Regions from separate parts of the Gossypium hirsutum genome. Here region 2 is linked to region 1. Evidence: chromatin contacts called from public Hi-C data. All regions are on one chromosome and are shown on one strand. Each heading gives the region's core, a stretch centred on a gene start, on an enhancer-like site or on the middle of the called end of the contact. The rest is flanking DNA. Distances are from core to core; before and after follow the strand shown.

The links. A called contact is a pair of places that touch in the nucleus more often than the background predicts.
Region 2: a Hi-C map of leaf shows a contact between it and region 1, with 2.8 times the contacts expected there. The contact joins the promoter of LOC107893634 here to the promoter of LOC107893629 in region 1. A contact is called at or near these places in 2 of 34 Hi-C or Micro-C datasets (both in leaf).

What each region holds. Positions count from the first base shown.
Region 1 is chrA13:76,893,068-76,897,265 of Gossypium_hirsutum_v2.1, forward strand. LOC107893629 (luminal-binding protein 5) reads right to left here and starts at 2,894. Exons shown (of 8, transcript XM_041085009.1): 1 at 2,754-2,894; 2 at 2,391-2,655; 3 at 2,077-2,288; 4 at 1,847-1,969; 5 at 1,247-1,759; 6 at 994-1,148; 7 at 816-898; 8 at 36-727. The coding sequence starts at 2,802. The coding sequence ends at 244.
Region 2 is chrA13:77,175,621-77,180,050 of Gossypium_hirsutum_v2.1, forward strand. It overlaps LOC107893634 (tafazzin), which reads left to right and starts at 2,935. Exons shown (of 7, transcript XM_016818674.2): 1 at 2,935-3,433; 2 at 3,673-3,791; 3 at 3,888-3,953; 4 at 4,063-4,260. The coding sequence starts at 3,214.

The sequences.
Region 1 (4,198 bases), core at 1,644-4,143:
ATTTTAATGTAAATTTTGAATATAGTGTATATATCCTACTTAACTATATTTAAAAAAAATTTGAGTTTTTTTTTCAAATAATTAGATATTTTTAGGTTTTCAAAAAATAGGAATACATTGGAAAAGCATATCTGAATCTTGATAAAAAATGCATGGAAAGTTCTGCTACATATAAGAGTTTCACTTCATGACTACATATTGTAAAGCGCAAGAAAGTGAAAGAAATGGATGTAAATCCTAATTTCACAACTCATCAGTGGGTTCATCATCATTTGCCGAACTTCCACCACTTTTTTCATAAACTTGTTTTATGATTGGATTACGCACTGCCTCCACTTCCTTAAGCTTCTCATCGAAATCTTCCTTCTCTCCATTTTGATTATCATCTAACCATTCAAGTGCTTCTCTCAAGGTGTTCTCAATCTTCTCTTTCTCATCAGAATCAATCTTGTCTGCAAGCTTGTCCTTGTCATCAATGCTACTCCTCATGTTGTATATGTATGTCTCAAGCTTGTTCCTGGAATCTATCTTTTCCCTCACTTTCTTGTCCTCTTCCGCAAATTCCTCCGCTTCCTTCGCCATCCTATCGATCTCTTCCTGGCTGAGACGCCCCTTGTCGTTGGTTATGGTGATCGATTGCGCTTTCTTTGCTGCTTTGTCCTCTGCTGTCACATGGAGGATGCCATTGGCATCAACCTCAAAGGTCACTTCTATTTGGGGAACACCCCTGCAATGGTTTAGTAGTAGAAACAATTTGTTAATATGCGAACCTGAAAAAAAAAATGCAATGGTCATATTAGGAATATGAAACTCACCTTGGAGCAGGTGGAATGCCTGTTAGATCAAACCTTCCGAGTTCTCGACAATCTTTTGTCAAGCTTCTCTCTCCTTCATAGACCTGGAATTTTGTAAAAGCAACTAGCTTCAGTTATCACTTATCAAATCATTCTTCAAAACACAAGATGCGTTCGCCATTGCCATTGATTGGTTTACCTTGATGGAAACTGTGGATTGCTGGTCTTGATATGTGGTGAAAACCTGAGATTTCTTAGTTGGGATAACAGTGTTCCTTGGGATCAACTTAGTCATCACACCACCTACTGTTTCAATGCCGAGACTCAAGGGAGCAACATCAAGAAGAAGAATGTCTGCAAAATCAACCAAAAAAATAAAACAGAGAGGAAATCTTGTTAAGATTTCGAAGCCAAGACAATTTCATGCAAAATCAATGAAAACGTAGCAATACCCTTGGTTTCTTCGCCGCCTTCACCGCTTAAAATTCCACCCTGAACCGCAGCACCGTAGGCTACCGCCTCGTCTGGATTGATACCCTTGTTGGGCTCTTTGCCATCAAATAAGTCCTTCAACAATTGTTGAACTTTCGGAATTCGAGTGCTGCCTCCAACAAGCACAATTTCATTAATATCAGACGTCTTCAAATTTGCATCCTCCAAAGCCTTCTTCACCGGTCCTAGAGTTTTCTTAAACAAGTCCATGTTCAACTCCTCGAATCTTGCCCTTGTTAGTGGCTCAGAAAAATCAACCCCATCAAACAATGACTCAATCTCAACTCTAACTTGATGTTGACTGCTCAATGCTCTCTTTGCTCTTTCACATTCCCGACGAAGCTTCCCTAAAGCCTTGTTATCCTTGCTGATATCTTTGTTATATTTCCTCTTGATCAACTTGATGAAATAATCCATTACTCTATGATCAAAATCTTCCCCTCCCAAATGGGTGTCTCCACTTGTTGAAAGAACTTCAAAAACTCCATTATCAATAGTTAAAATACTAACATCAAATGTACCACCGCCAAGATCATAAACCAAAATGTTTTTCTCTCCACCTTTCTTGTCCAATCCATACGCAATGGCCGCCGCAGTAGGCTCATTGATGATCCGAGCCACATTTAACCCCGCAATGGTGCCCGCATCTTTAGTAGCCTGCCTTTGTGCATCGTTGAAATATGCTACAAAAAATCAAAACCCAGAATTCATTAAACCATTTTCATGTAAATAAATGGTTCTAAAGTTCATATAATAAAAGATCAAAACAACAAGGAGATTTTAATCATACCAGGAACAGTAATAACAGCATCCTTAATCTTCTTTCCCAAGTAAGCTTCAGCTGTTTCCTTCATTTTTGTCAAAACCATAGCACTGATTTCCTCGGGGCTGAAAACTTTAGTCTCACCTTTAACCTTGACTTGAATATATGGCTTCCCATCTTTATTGACCACCTTGTAAGGCAAGAACTTTATATCTCTTTGAACCTCTGGGTCGTTGAATCTACCATTAAAGCCAAACACCCAAAGTTCAATTCATCTCCACAAAAAATGGAGAAACTTGAAATAATAATCAAACTACTTTAACCTTGCTTTTATTACTTACTTTCTTCCAATGAGACGTTTAACATCAAAGATGGTGCGTTCTGCATTGAGAGCCGCTTGATTCTTGGCGGCCTCTCCAATCAAACGCTCTGAATCAGTGAATGCAACCCATGAGGGGGTGATTCTATTCCCTTGATCATTGGCTATAATCTCAACGTGACCATTCTTGTAAACTCCCACACATGAATACGTTGTGCCCAGGTCGATTCCAATCACCGTTCCTACCTTGGAATCATTTGATGCTACTGCAATTCCTAATAAGAATTCTGCTTGACAACAAAAACAAAGGAAGCTAGGAAAACAGAGCAACTCCATTGAAAACGAATTTTTAGCTAAGCAAAGAGAAGAAAGTCTTTCTATATACCTGACATAAAGAGAAATAAAACCCAAAGCGCCTTGTTTTTTGCCACCATTGCTGCTTTTGATTCTCTGCAATTTAGTGGGAAAATCGAACTTTTTAAACTTTTAACCTCTGGCTTTTGTGTTCAGTGAAGAAACGAGTTGAAAGGGTAGTATATTTATATAAGAGGGGGCGTGTTCCGTGCTAGAGTGTTCGACCCAATGATAGAATGTCACCTTTTCAAATCGATGCATTTTCTGTTGGCGATCTCGCAAGGTAACACATCTTATGTCCAATTGAAACTTGACACGTGTAAATGTAGAATTTCACCGTGCTCTCAGGAATGTTCATGAATGAAATGGCGGGATCAGCGGTTAAAAGAACTCAAAATTTTCAGTCATAATAAAATTTCATTTTATTATTATTTAAGTTAAAATGCTATTACTAACAGCAAATATTAATATAAGAATATTTTGTCTTTTTATATTGAGTTGATACACTGTTTTATATCTATATTTGGTTTCTGTTTTTTTTTTTAGTATCTCAATTTAGTAATGTTTCATTTCATACCTAAGCTTTAAGTACTTAAGCTTAAGCTTGAACTCAATGTTTAGTTTAGTACTTAATTTTTTTATATTAATTAAGTATTTATATTTTTTTTAGACTTAATTTACGATTTGACTTCTAAAACAGGGGTGAAGCTAAAATAAATATTTAGAGGGGTCGGATAAAATTTTAATTTTTTATAGTCTATATCTTTATAATTTGTAAATGATTAAATCAAATTTTTATAATTTTAGAGGGGTTAAAATGTAATTTTACCTTTTTTAATTTAAAATTTTTAAAAAATTTTAAGGGCCAAAAGAGTAAATTTGCAGTTTAGGGGGGCCGGGGCCGGGGCCCATGCCAACCCCTAGCTTCTCCCCTATTCTAAAGTATACTCATTTTCTCACTTTGATACCTAATTTTTTTTGTCCCAATTTTGTGCCTAAAATACACTAAAATTCTCAATTTGGTATCTAAAGCATGCCTCCATTATATTTTTTAATTCATTTTAAACAAACATTAAGAAAAAATTTTATAGCCAATCACAAAGCATCACGTGATACCTTTATGTTAAAAAATAAATATTTTCGTTTATTAAATGGATATACACATTAAAAAAAATATAAAAATAAAAATAAAAATATATAATATTTAGAATATATATAAAATATAGAAAAACTATTAAAAATACGATAATCGAAAAGAAATTAGTTGAAATTAATAATATTATTACAAAAATGTAAAAAAAAGTTTAAAAATTTTTTTTATTATATAATTTTAAAATATAGAAATCTAAAATTTTATATAAATTTCAAGCTTTTTTTTTCCAATTACTTGAAAATTTAATATATATTTTTATTTTTAGAACATTTTTTTAATTTTTATATATTATTTTGACTTTTTAGAATTTTATAAAAAATTAT
Region 2 (4,430 bases), core at 1,685-4,184, 280 kb after region 1:
AGAAGCCGGATTCACCTTCAAGACTGAAGATCTCCCTTCAATTCCCTTCAAGAGTTCTTGGGTTTTCTTTATGTTTTGTTATCATTATTCTTTTGAGATGTTTTTTTTCACAAATATGAACTAAACCCCATAAATACCTAAGGGGAATGAAACCTAAGACAGATCTTGTTATTATGTTCTGAATTGTATGATAAATATTTGACTTGTTCTTAATTATGTGCTCCTAATTCTTGCTTTAATATTCTAGGATATTGATTCAAGTATTGATGCGCTTATTCAAAGGAGCAAAAGTCCCTGTCTAAGAGTAGACATAGCATAATTGAGCGGAGTTGATTGCACGCCTAGAAATAGGGTGAAAAGATTTTGCCAGATTAGGGTGAAACCTAATAAGGAAATCCATAGATCGAGTTAATGCAACACTAGGGAGTTAATTAGAAAGAGATTTCAATTAATCAACCTAGGGTTAGACGTTGTTAGTCTCGAGAGAGATAATAATATAAATTAGGGATTTCTACGGATCAAGTCAAGTGAATAAATCGTCTGATTTAGAGTCAATAACAAGTGAAGTCTAGGTGGATTTTTCCCTTAGGTATTGTCCAAATCATTCAATTTTCCCAAAAGTTATTTCCCCAATTTACTTTCTGTGCATTCTTAGTTTAGTAATTAGTTTACATAAAACAAACCCCTTTTTATTTTTAGGCTAGATAATAAAAAGAAAGTTAATACTAGTACTTTTAGTTTCTTTGGGTTCGACATCCCGGTCTTACCATAAGCTATACTACTGTTCGATAAGGTGTGCTTGCCTTTGTCGTGATAATAGCTAGTTTTCAAGAATGAACATTCATAAATTATAAAACTTATCACGATTCACACACGATCAGATGTTATACTTGGTCATTTTGGATAATGTTTGTAAATGAGGTATAAGTTAATATTGGTACTTATATAAATATGTTTTGGGTTATAGCTATTAAATGGTATATTTTGGTTGAAATTAGTTTAATCTTATATTTGGTTCAAATGGTGGCTTTTGAATTAATTTGGATATTATGGTTAAAGTATTTATAAAAATAAATAGGTTAGGTCATTAGATTGATTAATTTATGAAATGTATGTTATTTAATTGTGTAATGTTTATATTTGAATTGCAATGACTGGTAATACTCTATAATTCTGTTTCGGCGATGGATAAAAGTTTTAAGGTGTTACAATTCAAACTTTCAAGATTGCTTTGCAATTGTAAAACCTCAAAGGTAGTTACGCACGGACAAAAAAATGAGAAGGAGCAACTAATTTAAAGTGCAGGAATACAATAATGTTAGAAATTAAAATATAGGCATAGTAGAAAGAACAAAGCTATAAAATATGACCCATTTCTCTTACAAGGTTGAAGGAATGAAAATCAATAGTACGTGTAAAGAAAAGAAGGCCAGTTGGACCTTTCTCTTTACAATAGTTTATAGATTATGTATTTTATAAATATCATCTTGGATTGTAAACTCAATGACACCGGTCATATACGTCTACCATTTAAAATATAAGATAAAGACTAGATATATTATTTTCAAAGATAAGAATATACCATATATCTAAAAATAATGCTAACATATTCAAGTTTAATGGATTTTCAATCCTCTATAATCTGACTAAGTTAGAGATGAATTTCATTCAAAAAAAAAAAGGAAGTTAAGAGATGAATTAACATGACCATAGTTCCAAGCAATCACTAGAAGAAAAGAGTTTGGGATAGATTTTTAAATTTCAAAATGTTTTATTAGAATTTTCCATTAGCCTAACTTTGGTGTTAAATGCTAATTAAAATATATGAAGTGGAGTTTATTTAAATTAGAGGGGTCAAATTTTAATTGAATTTAATGTGTTAAAAAAAAAGTTGCAAAATGGGGAACAGTGTTGACAGCAAAGCCTACATGTGGATTTGAGTCTCATAGATTACCTACTTTATAGCGTATGCAGGATGGTGATTTACTCTTATCATGGACATGCGATTTGGAAAAAAAGAAGAAGGTTCATATCAAATCCAAGCTAACCTCAAGCCTAACTGTTGGGCTGATAGAAGGATATAATTTATATCATGACTCAATTAAAATTATAAAATTTGAAGAGTAATTTAGAATATCTATCATAGTTTAGAGAGCTTTTTTTGATGCACTGTTAACCAACAAGTTTCACTCAAAACATATGGTCATGGATTCCATCAAGGAACCTCAACCTACAAAAAAAACAAAAAAAGCATTCGTTAATTTTTTTTTCTACTTTTTTCTGTTGGTTTTACTATTCATATTTAGGAGTTTTTTAAATAATGTTTTTAAAGATTAAATGTGTTTTTTCTTTTAAAAGTGTAATATGCCTTATTACTATATCCAATAATTATTGGTAATATTCGATAAATTTTTATAATGTTTATATTTGATAAATTTTTTTATATATTTTTTAAATTTTCTATAATTTATATATTTTAAAGGGAGAAAATTGGTCCTTCTAAAAAAACATAAAGAGCAAATTTGAAATTGAGCAGATTAATCTCTTTAAAAAAATCGAAGCAATTTAATCCGTATTTATATGTAAATTTTGAGGGTTAAATTAATTATTCTATCAATCAAAATTATATAAAATTGACAAAAAAATATTAAGTTAATAAATTATTCTTAGTTACTTATTTTTTAAAATTATCAAGGATTAAATTGCTTTGATTTTCTCAAAAGGGACCAATTTGTTCAATATTGAAATTGAAAAGGATTGGAGATATCATATTAAAGATTTTAAAAGTTATTTTTATTTTTTATCTAGATGTGCAATGTGGCGATTATTTATTGGTTGGAGGAGATAGTCGGGTTTTTTTACCGGCATTACAAAAGTCAATGGTTTTTCAAAATTCTTTAAATACCAAATTGAAACAACCGAATACTATAGGGGCAAATAATGTATTTAGCCTCATTTTTTAACAATAAAAACCGAGCAAAATTAACCGAAGTGGAGTTAGGTCGGTTTAATGGATAAACCAAAGTTTGCTCAAAACCTCGCCGCCTAGTCCTACTGCGTTTTCTTGTCACTTATTTCTTGTGTTCCGTTCCCTACACTCGCGCTTTTCTCTGCTTTCACCAGATCAAAAGGAAATTCAAAAGAAATAAAGATTGTAAAAATAAGAATCTTTATTTCGCAACTGAGAACTCTGCCCAGGAAAAAGCCGACGCAATGGCCGTACAGCGGTTAGACAGAGGCGATCTATGGAAGAACAAGGCTCGCGTTTTGCAACTCCAGCTCAGGCAGCGCTTCAGGGTGGCAGTCGATCGCCACCGTCCTTCAGTCCTTGCTGATCGTTACTTCTCCTCCTCGGTTCAGCGCTGGCTCCGTCGCTTCCGCGACTTCCGTCGCGATTCTCTCCCTTCTTCCTCCTCTTTCTACCGTAAAAAAGGTCGCTTTTCCTGCGCTGGGTTTCATGTCTTCGATCTATTTATGATTTTTTTGCTTTGTAGCAGTTTTATTTCCTTTAAATTTTTTTTAATTTACTATCAAAGGATGCAAAGAAGTAATTGTTAGAAAGTAAAATGACCTTTTTGCCCTCTCAGTTATTTCTAATTTCATAATTTGAAGATTTAAAAATTTCTTTGAATTGAATTCTTAGCTTACCAATTTAAGTTTCTGGTCTTATAGTGAGTAAAGACTTTGACGTGGAGGTGGATTCAGCTATTTTTCGAATGCTTCAGGCTGTTGCGGTTCCTTTGATTGGAAATGTTTGCCATGTTTTCATGAATGGTCTCAATCGTGTCCAAGTACGTACGCTTTTGTGTGATTGAGAAAATTCTGTAGTGTTCTTTGCAGGTATTTCACAGTTTCTAGGAACTAATGCATGTTCTCTAACGTGGCAGGTTTATGGCCTTGAAAAATTACATGATGCTTTGCTTAATAGACCCAAGAACAAGCCCCTTATAACGGTATAAGCCATGGTTTTTACTTTTTGTCAGTTTTCGCTTTTGTGTCATTCATCGGTGTTATGTTATGTTATGTTGAGTCCTATGCTGATGAAGGAATGTTTCTTTGCAGGTAAGCAATCATGTTGCTTCTGTGGATGATCCGTTTGTCATTGCTTCACTGCTTCCTCCCAGAGTTCTTCTTGATGCTCAGAACTTGAGATGGACCCTGTGTGCATCAGATCGATGCTTCAGTAATCCCGTGACGTCAGCATTCTTTCGATCTGTAAAAGTGTTGCCAGTTTCTCGTGGTGATGGGATTTACCAGATGGTACATCTTTTAAATTTTGGCATATTCTTAGCAAGTATGGAACAGTGTGTGTTGAGTAAGAATCAAGTCGATAAGTATACATCATGCAAGTGCATAGAATCAATGTTACAAGGAATGTGGATATGTTTTGTAAGGGGAATGAAAATTAGAGCACAATCGCTACTTAAATG